Regions from separate parts of the Arachis hypogaea genome. Here region 2 is linked to region 1. A link is a contact called in public Hi-C data. All regions are on one chromosome and are shown on one strand. Each heading gives the region's core, a stretch centred on a gene start, on an enhancer-like site or on the middle of the called end of the contact. The rest is flanking DNA. Distances are from core to core; before and after follow the strand shown.

Region 1 (4,291 bases), core at 548-3,047:
CAAATCATGAAAGAAGCTAACCATGGTTGGATCCGAAAAAGAAGAAAAACATGGTGATATCATCAGTGAGAAGAGGCTTGAAGGAATAGGAGAAAGCGAAGCTGGTTCGGAAGAGAGGCACGAAAATTGCGGCAGCAACGTTAGGCTGAGTGTCGGAGGGCGAGGCGCATCGGGCTGACCGGCGGAGGTGAGGACGGTGTCAGTGGGAAGATGCGGCGGCCTCGGTATGGCTTGGACGTGTATTGGAGGTTACGGTAAGATTAGAAATAACCGTATATAGTGTGAATGGATTTAAATACTAATCTTAATTTTCAAATTTTAAAATTTGAAATTAAATAATTAATTAATGATCTCATTTTTAATTTTAATTTTACTTTTTTTTAATTCATTGTACACGTACACAATTAATATTAGTTCCCAATACTTTCTCTTTGTAGAAAAGAAGAGCGAGAAAAATAGAACAGCACACTTAATCAGATGGAGGCTTCCACCGGAAGATTGGTTAAGGGCTAATGTGGATGCTGCTTTCAGGAAGGAGGATGGAAAAGGAGCAATATCTATCGTCATTAGAAACAATAATGGAAAAATTGTGTTTGGCTTCTCTAGAAAAATTAGTACCCATTCAAATATAACAGCTGAAGCTATAGCTATTAGGCAAGCCCTTATTATTATTATTGATAATTTGGATTTGGAAGAAAAAATATTAATTGAATCAAGACAGTTTAAAACTAATCCAAACCATAAAATCAAATACTTCCATTGGAGAAACTGAAGTAATATTACATGATATTAAAGAACTAATAAAAAGATTACCAAATTGTAGTCTAACATAGATACCCAGAGAAGGGGACCTGCTTGCTCACACAGTTGCTAAAATGGCAGCATCAGATTTTCTTCGTCAGAACTGGAGTATGCAACCACCACTGGAGATGCAGCGTATTATCAACATGGAGACTCTACGTTGACAACAACTCTTGGAAAAGAAAAATAAATAAAAAAGTTAGGAACATAATAATTCAAAAAATTCAACAACTGAGAACAACAGTAATTACTACATGTTGTTCAGAAAATGTAGAAAATTCAGAAAACTCAACATAAATCAAAATCAATACCAAGATCTGGAATTTAAGGAGAACCAACAGGAGTAAATTTGACTTGAGAAAGTACAAGACTTCCACGATCTTGTTTAAAGAAATTGGAGATGAAGAAACGGTGGGAGTGAAATTTCAGCGACAGCAACAATTCGAACTGAAACAAGACATACAATCAAATTGATATAACAAACCTTATTTTAAAGGGAGCGGGCTCGGTACAAGAAAGGAGTTTCGGGACAAATAGGCTAAAAATCGAAAAGTACTATATCATTAAAATTACAAATTCAGAAGAGAGGAAGCAGAAGTTTCCATGTTTGTGCACCCTCAACGTCGAAGCTTCATTTAAAGCGCAGGCAGCAGAGGAGACCCAACCGAAAGTATCAGTCACAATTCATATCAATATAGGTTCTGAAAAGAACAACAGCGTTGCAACGTCTTTAATATTCTAATTGCCTTAATGGAAGAGTATACCTGCGGTGGTAAATTGGAGCACAAAGCAGGGAAAGGATAGGAAAATTTAAAATTGAATGAATTGGGAAATTTAGATTGGGCTGGAGTTTGGTTAGATAGCTTGGGCTTTAATGACCAATGTCCAAAAAAAAAGGAACTTGGTCATTCAAAAACCTCTAGTTCTATCTCCCGTTGGACATCCATTCAATAAGCCTACGTTGATCTTGCATAGTTGCCCTTAGATTGGGGTTTTTGCCTTGTTGTGTGTTGCTAATTGTACCCATTGTCGGCCTTGATTAAAATGACCAGTTTGTTGGTCAACTTTTCCAAATTATCCAAACCGTGATTTAAAAAAAAAGGGCTTATATTAGGTGATCAAGTTAATTGACTTTCCAGATGCCTTGATGATAATGAAAAATTAACGATCAACGTACAATTCAACTCGGGTTTTGCGAGAATTAATGAGCAGCAGTTACTTAGGACTATACTGAATTTTATGAAGGAGGGGTGGAGTATTTATCACAGATATCAAGATTGATATGCTAATTACCTCATGAGGTAAGCGTGTAACATTTTATTGCCTTATTGTATTGTGAAATTCTAATATACAAACCAAAAAAATAATAAAAGTAAAGATGGTCATAGGAATCACGCTAAACACAATATTGATCTGCTAGTACTTCAATATGTATATAAGGTTAAACATTATCAAATGTAAGCTTAAATTACTGGAGTATCAAATTTTCAAACTAGATGTTCTAACGATCAAACCATTTTTCGATCTAATTTTATCTAGTGCCATCATATATCAAAATATGCAGCACAATTGTTTTGAATCGATACATATATACTTTAGTGTCTTACCTCACACTGATAGGATATATCGTATATAATATATATTGCAAAATCGAGCTCGTGATTATAAAATTAGATTAAAATATAGTTTATTAAATTAACCAAATGTAAACAAGTGTGTACAAAACTATGAAGAATACTAGTGTCTCCAAAACGTGATCTTATCTCTCATTGAGTCATACCTTCACGTATTTCCTTAAAATATAGTTATATAGATACACATGTTTCACATTCCACGCCTTCCATTAATACAAGAGAAAAAGTCTTATATATGACTTGATCTGCATATATACCATGACTAAAAACTATGCAATTTCTGGTATACGAAAAGTAAAAGTATAATAAGCTATTTTATAAGCGGGTGATCCGATCCTTATAAATCTTCCTCTTTAGTAACATGTGATCCTCATTTATGCATTTTTTTTAACCATAAAACATTGTCGTATTTTACTAGCTGGCCAGTACAAGTTTACTTCGAATTGAAGTCAAGGAAGGTGTGTACTTATTCATGTACATATATGGCTCATACGTAGTTCACATAAGTACGAAAAGTTCCGTTGGACCGATTTTAAGTACTTATATATAACACTGAAGAATATATATTCTAAGGCGAGAATTCAAAGTAAGATCAATAGGGGGGCTTAAGGATCACGAAAGAGTATATCGGCACAAATTAATAACAAAGAAAAAAGCAGAAAAACTAAAAAGAAAGACCAGAGTGAAGATTCTTGTTTAGTTGTCTTCGGATCAAAGTACAGCTTCTTCCAGAGGGATCAATCTAATCTAATTAACGATGAACTTTCGCCCGAGAATCCATATATCTTCTGGACATTGACACACACCTAAAATTGATGCCTAATACGTGTCTAATGGACAAAACAGTCTTTAATTATTTTAAAAATTCTAACTTATATTTGACACCTTGTACATTTTTTTATTATACTATACTTTGTATAAATTTGATCATTCGTCTATTATAAAACTTGATTTTTTTATTATGTCTCTGGTGTGATTATTATAGTGGCTATATTTAGTTAAAAATAATAATATTAAATGTATATTAAAATTAATTATCAATATAAAATATACATACATTAAAATATAAAATATATATTTATACATAAATATATAATAAATTATTTTAATAATTGCTTTTAATATGTAAATAATATTTTAATTAAAAAAATATGTGAGTCAATATATATAAATATATATATAAATACACAACAGTGACCAATTTGATAACTATTTTTTGGTGTATATATAGTATTTTTAAATATATAATTATTAAATTTTTGAATAAGTGATTTTATAATATAATATTAAAATTTATACGATTGTATATACTAAAATTAATTATTATTATAAAATATATATTAATAACTATATATATATATTATGTAAATATATATCGACTAATTTTAATGTAGAAATAATTTTTTAAATTTTATATAATTAAAAAATTTAGAATTTATTTTTTGTTATTTGCAAAAAAATAATTCAAACATAAAATAGACTAAAAAAAACTATACAAAAAATTTACATTTCAAATCTCATTTAAGAAAAAAACTACGAAAAATGTAATTTATTATTACATAAAACTGTTCCAGAACAGGAATCATTAAACGCACTTCCATCTGTAATTGAGTTTAGCCCTTAACTAAAGATTCAAAGGCAATTTCTCTTAAATGTAATATTACACATCCATAGATCTTTTTATAAATTAAGTGAAATCAAGTTAAATAGTAAAATTTAAAATAATATTAATTGAGTGTGTAATCTCCTACTAATTGAGTAGGAGTCCGAAAATGGATGTGATAATAAAAGCATTGGTTATGAGCTTGCTAGGAAAGGGGTCCCAAACTGAGGAGAAAATAAAAAAATAGAAAAAA
Region 2 (4,126 bases), core at 1,079-3,578, 41 kb after region 1:
AAAGGCTACGCCTATAAAGTGAGGTAGTTAAATTATTGTACTAAATACTTGTAAATGAACTTGTTTCAACAGAATGAAAGTCATTATTACAAGTAATAATACGTAACTAATTAGTTAAATATAGAGTGAATACTCCGTATGAACCCTGATAATTATCTCGAAAGGACTACGAGGTTTTTGACAAAAGAAATATTCCACTCAGTTTTTGATTTTTTTTCACTGATTAGTCCCTATGCAAAAAAAAAATATTGACTTTTTTTGACACATAGACTAATCAGTCCCATAAAAATAAAGCTCAGAAGTCGAGTTGGATATTTATTTTTGTCAGAAATCTCGTTGTCTTTCGAAATAATTGTAAATAATTATTTAGAATTTTTTCTCTTAAATTATAATATAACACTTAAATCATGAAATTCCTTCATCCAAAATACACTAATTATTTTAGTTGAACTATTCTGTATAGATTTTAATAATAAAATTATAATTTAAAATGATGATAGAAAGAAGGTGGACATATAATAAAGTAAAATAATTCGTGTGTTTAAGAAAGAGTTTGCAAAAAGGACAGATATGAAACAGACAGAGAGAATATGCAGCCTAATTATTCCCATGAAATAGATGGTTGAGGTCTTGAAGCTTTGAACCTAGACAAAGTCTTTACTTCTTGTTTAGGGGCTCTGGTTTTCCAGAATCAGGACTAACACTGTTACTTTTTTTTTTTCCTTTTATAATTGTTTGTCCATTGAAATTTGCATTGACTTCAACACTAGGCTTAGACTATATGGCAGCCTTACAGCAACATCTAACAATTCAATGATTCATTCATTATATTATGTTGTTCACTACTTATTTGTCTACATTAATTTCTTATATTATTGTTTCACATATGTAAAATAAAATAAAATAAAACATGTTAAATGCGAAGCCTAATGGGAGAGATTCTAAGTTGGTGAAAAGTAGTTGTGGGGTTCAACGTGCTGGGAAATAAACTAAAAGACAGAGCGAGAGACTAATATTAAGTATTGTAAAACAAAGTTTTAAAATGGACTTAAGTACCTAGCTATAAGTGGGGTACATACATGCATTCTGATCATGGCTTAATTTTGAAGTATAAAGACAATTTCTCTAATAGGATTATATGAGGAAATAAAACGTGATTATAACTTACTTTACCTAAAATCACATGATCGAATCAATTAGAAAATATATCATATTACTGGAACCCAACAACGCAACAAACATCAATTAATCCAATTTGAGTTTGAGGTTTTACAAAACTGGATTGAGTTTATCGAATTATGTAAACCTAATGCCTAATCAAAAGAAGAAAAAAGTTAAACTAATAATGTGACATAATTTAGATAAATCAAACTCACTCTATTTTGATTCATTGAATTTATCGGTTTCTAGTTTCAACTTAGATGATAGTGGATGCTGGACAGAAGAATTTTTCGCAGACGTTGCAAAAAAGAAAAATTTTAGGGCATTTTTCCTTTGTCCTGATTTCTTTTTTTTTTTCTTCTCGGTTGCTGGGCTTTATCAATTAGAAATTCTACGATATGGACCCGAAAAGTCAACAAGCCCAATCTCATGATAGAGAGGCTAATTGTTTTTTGGTCCGAAATATCATGAGCCCAATTATTTCATCATCAAAACGCATATTGGGGATACACCGCCAAAAATTGAAAAGATTATTGGCTTCATCTCTTTAAGCTAAAATGGATAAAAGCTTTTACACCAAACACTCTTAAGCCCATTTATGAAACAATGAAAAAAGAGAAAAACTCCCTCTTACACTGTTATTTGACATATTTTATTTAAGAATTTAGTTAATATGTACTTTAAATATATAAACTAAAACTACAAATTAAAAACGTTAATATAAAAACAGAAATATTTAGTAATAAAAATATATTAATAAAAACTGTTAAAATTTACTATTTTTGACTTTATTTAATACACATTATAATAAATAAATACTAAATAAAATGAATTTAGATTTTTTTTGGTCTCTCTGATATTATTGTTATAAAAAAACGTGAAAAGTGTAATTTCTAGTGTAATTCTTGTGTAGTTATTAAAGTAATAAAATAAAAAAATAATAAAAAAATTTAAAAAATTTTATTAATAATAATTTAAAACGCATGTTAATTAAATTCTTTATTTAAATCCTCCCAAATATTGGTGATGATTATGATGGGAGGATTAGGCCACTTGGTTGAAGTTGAAAACGGTAAAAGTGAGAGAGCGTGGAGGCATTTGACATTTTGAAAGCATAAGAATTTTTCTTTGGTATGTGGCCGACAGCAACGAAGCAAAGTAGCCAACCAAGGAGTGGAAACCGGAGGCAATGTCACAAATACAGAGTGTGTGCGCGTGGCTACTCACAACGCATTCATTGCTTCCCAACAGTTCCCAATTCCATATGCCTAACATAACATTTATCAAACTACACATATATTTAAAATGAAAATTAGAAAATAAGGAATATTGAATGTTATCCTATCCATCCAGTAAGGAGAAATTCGGGTGATGAGTCAGGGGGTGGGGTGTGTAAGTGTAGTTGGACGGAAGAGTAGGAAACCTAATCCAGTAACACATTGACAGCTGTAATCCTCTTGGCTCGCACGTGTCACCTCCAAAAGCCCTAAACCCACACACTCACTTTCACTTCCCTTTCCTTCCTCCAACTTGTTAGAGTTTGTTGCGAAATTTCAAGTCCTTCCCATTCCTATTTCGTCCCACAACTGCTCTCTCTCTCTCTCTCTCAATATTCTTTTCCTCTTTGGCTCCTTCCTTCATACTAGCACCACAACAAAACAAAACATAAGCATACAATATCATTAGTATAATTATAATTATTAGAGTTATAATTGGTATTATTAGAGGTGTAAATCCTGCTTGGACATCTATCCCTGTTGGAAGTCCACCTCATCTTTTCTTCACGCCATCGGAACAGGTCACACACTCTCTCTCTCTCTCTCGCTCGCTTTGTTTTGCTGTAAATTTCTAGGTGTATTTCTGTGATAGTGATATTAGAGCCTTCTTTTCTTTCCCCTTGAATTTGAACTGCTTTGCTTTCTTCTCTGATTCAGTTGAAATTCCGTTCGCTTCGTGTTCCACTCTCTCGCCTAAATCCGAATTTCTTGTGTCTTTGGCAGTCCAAATCCGAAATTTCTGATACATCACTCTGTCTATGTTAACGTGATTCATTGATTCTGTTTCCTTTTATCTTTTCAAAACTTAATTAGATGAGTAATAAATATTTTGACGGAGTCAAATCGCAGTTCTTATGTTTGAGAAAGCAACAAACGATTGGCCGCGTTCATCTATGACATAGAATAAGCAGGATTTTAATTTTGTTCGCTGATCTAAAATTGTGATTAAATTAGAGGCATCATCTTGTGGATAAGAAAGAGAAAAGTGGTGTTGAAAATTACTTTTTGGCTATTTGACAAGGAATAGGATAAGCAAACAACAATAAACAAATTAATAATTATTTTATTTTTATATTTTATATATATATTTGTTCGTACACTATTAATACTGTGCTATCACCGAACGACCTCTGCTTTAAAAGTTACAAATGATGAGAAAACAGTAATCTCGGGACGAGACCATGGTATTTAGGGAGTCTCATCATCACTCCTATTAATTCCGTGTGCAAGCTTTTTCTAATAAATGAACAACTTTGGAGGTTTCTATGGCCCTCTAGTAAGTATACAATACATGTCTTTTTACAAGTATTGTCAATCTTTGGTTAAGTAAATGAATATTGAAAGGAGAAGTTCTTGCATTGACTAGTCAACATGATTTGGGTTTATTAAACCGGAAAAGAAAACGGATAAGGTGAACTAACATTGACTTTAAAATGCATAAGTTGTGTATTTTGAGTTTTTCCCTAGGATAGGTAGACAATATTGCTGAACAATGGGGTTAAAAAAGTAAATTAATTCTAAATTTAACGAGTGGCATGAGTAATTAAATATCTAATAATAACCAAATTTATTGTCTATTGTTTATATTGTTCAAGAAAGTCATTGGTTACCTAGCATAACTCTTTTCATAATCAAGTCCAAAATAAATAAACGCAATGTGAAGTCAAATATCTATTTTAATTTACGAT

What was found. A called contact is a pair of places that touch in the nucleus more often than the background predicts.
Region 2: a Hi-C map of leaf shows a contact between it and region 1, with 2.8 times the contacts expected there. The contact joins the promoter of LOC112800671 here to the enhancer-like site in region 1. A contact is called at or near these places in 3 of 8 Hi-C or Micro-C datasets (leaf and an unstated tissue).

Annotation. Positions count from the first base shown.
Region 1 is chr5:9,968,359-9,972,649 of arahy.Tifrunner.gnm2.J5K5, forward strand. No RefSeq gene overlaps it. Among protein-coding and RNA genes, the nearest start is that of LOC112800668, 13 kb to the left of the region's middle. Within about 2 kb of position 1,798, at least 3 of the 3 cell types and tissues checked have open chromatin away from gene starts, as enhancers often do.
Region 2 is chr5:10,008,420-10,012,545 of arahy.Tifrunner.gnm2.J5K5, forward strand. It overlaps LOC112800671 (G-box-binding factor 1), which reads left to right and starts at 2,329. Exons shown (of 12, transcript XM_025843023.3): 1 at 2,329-2,959.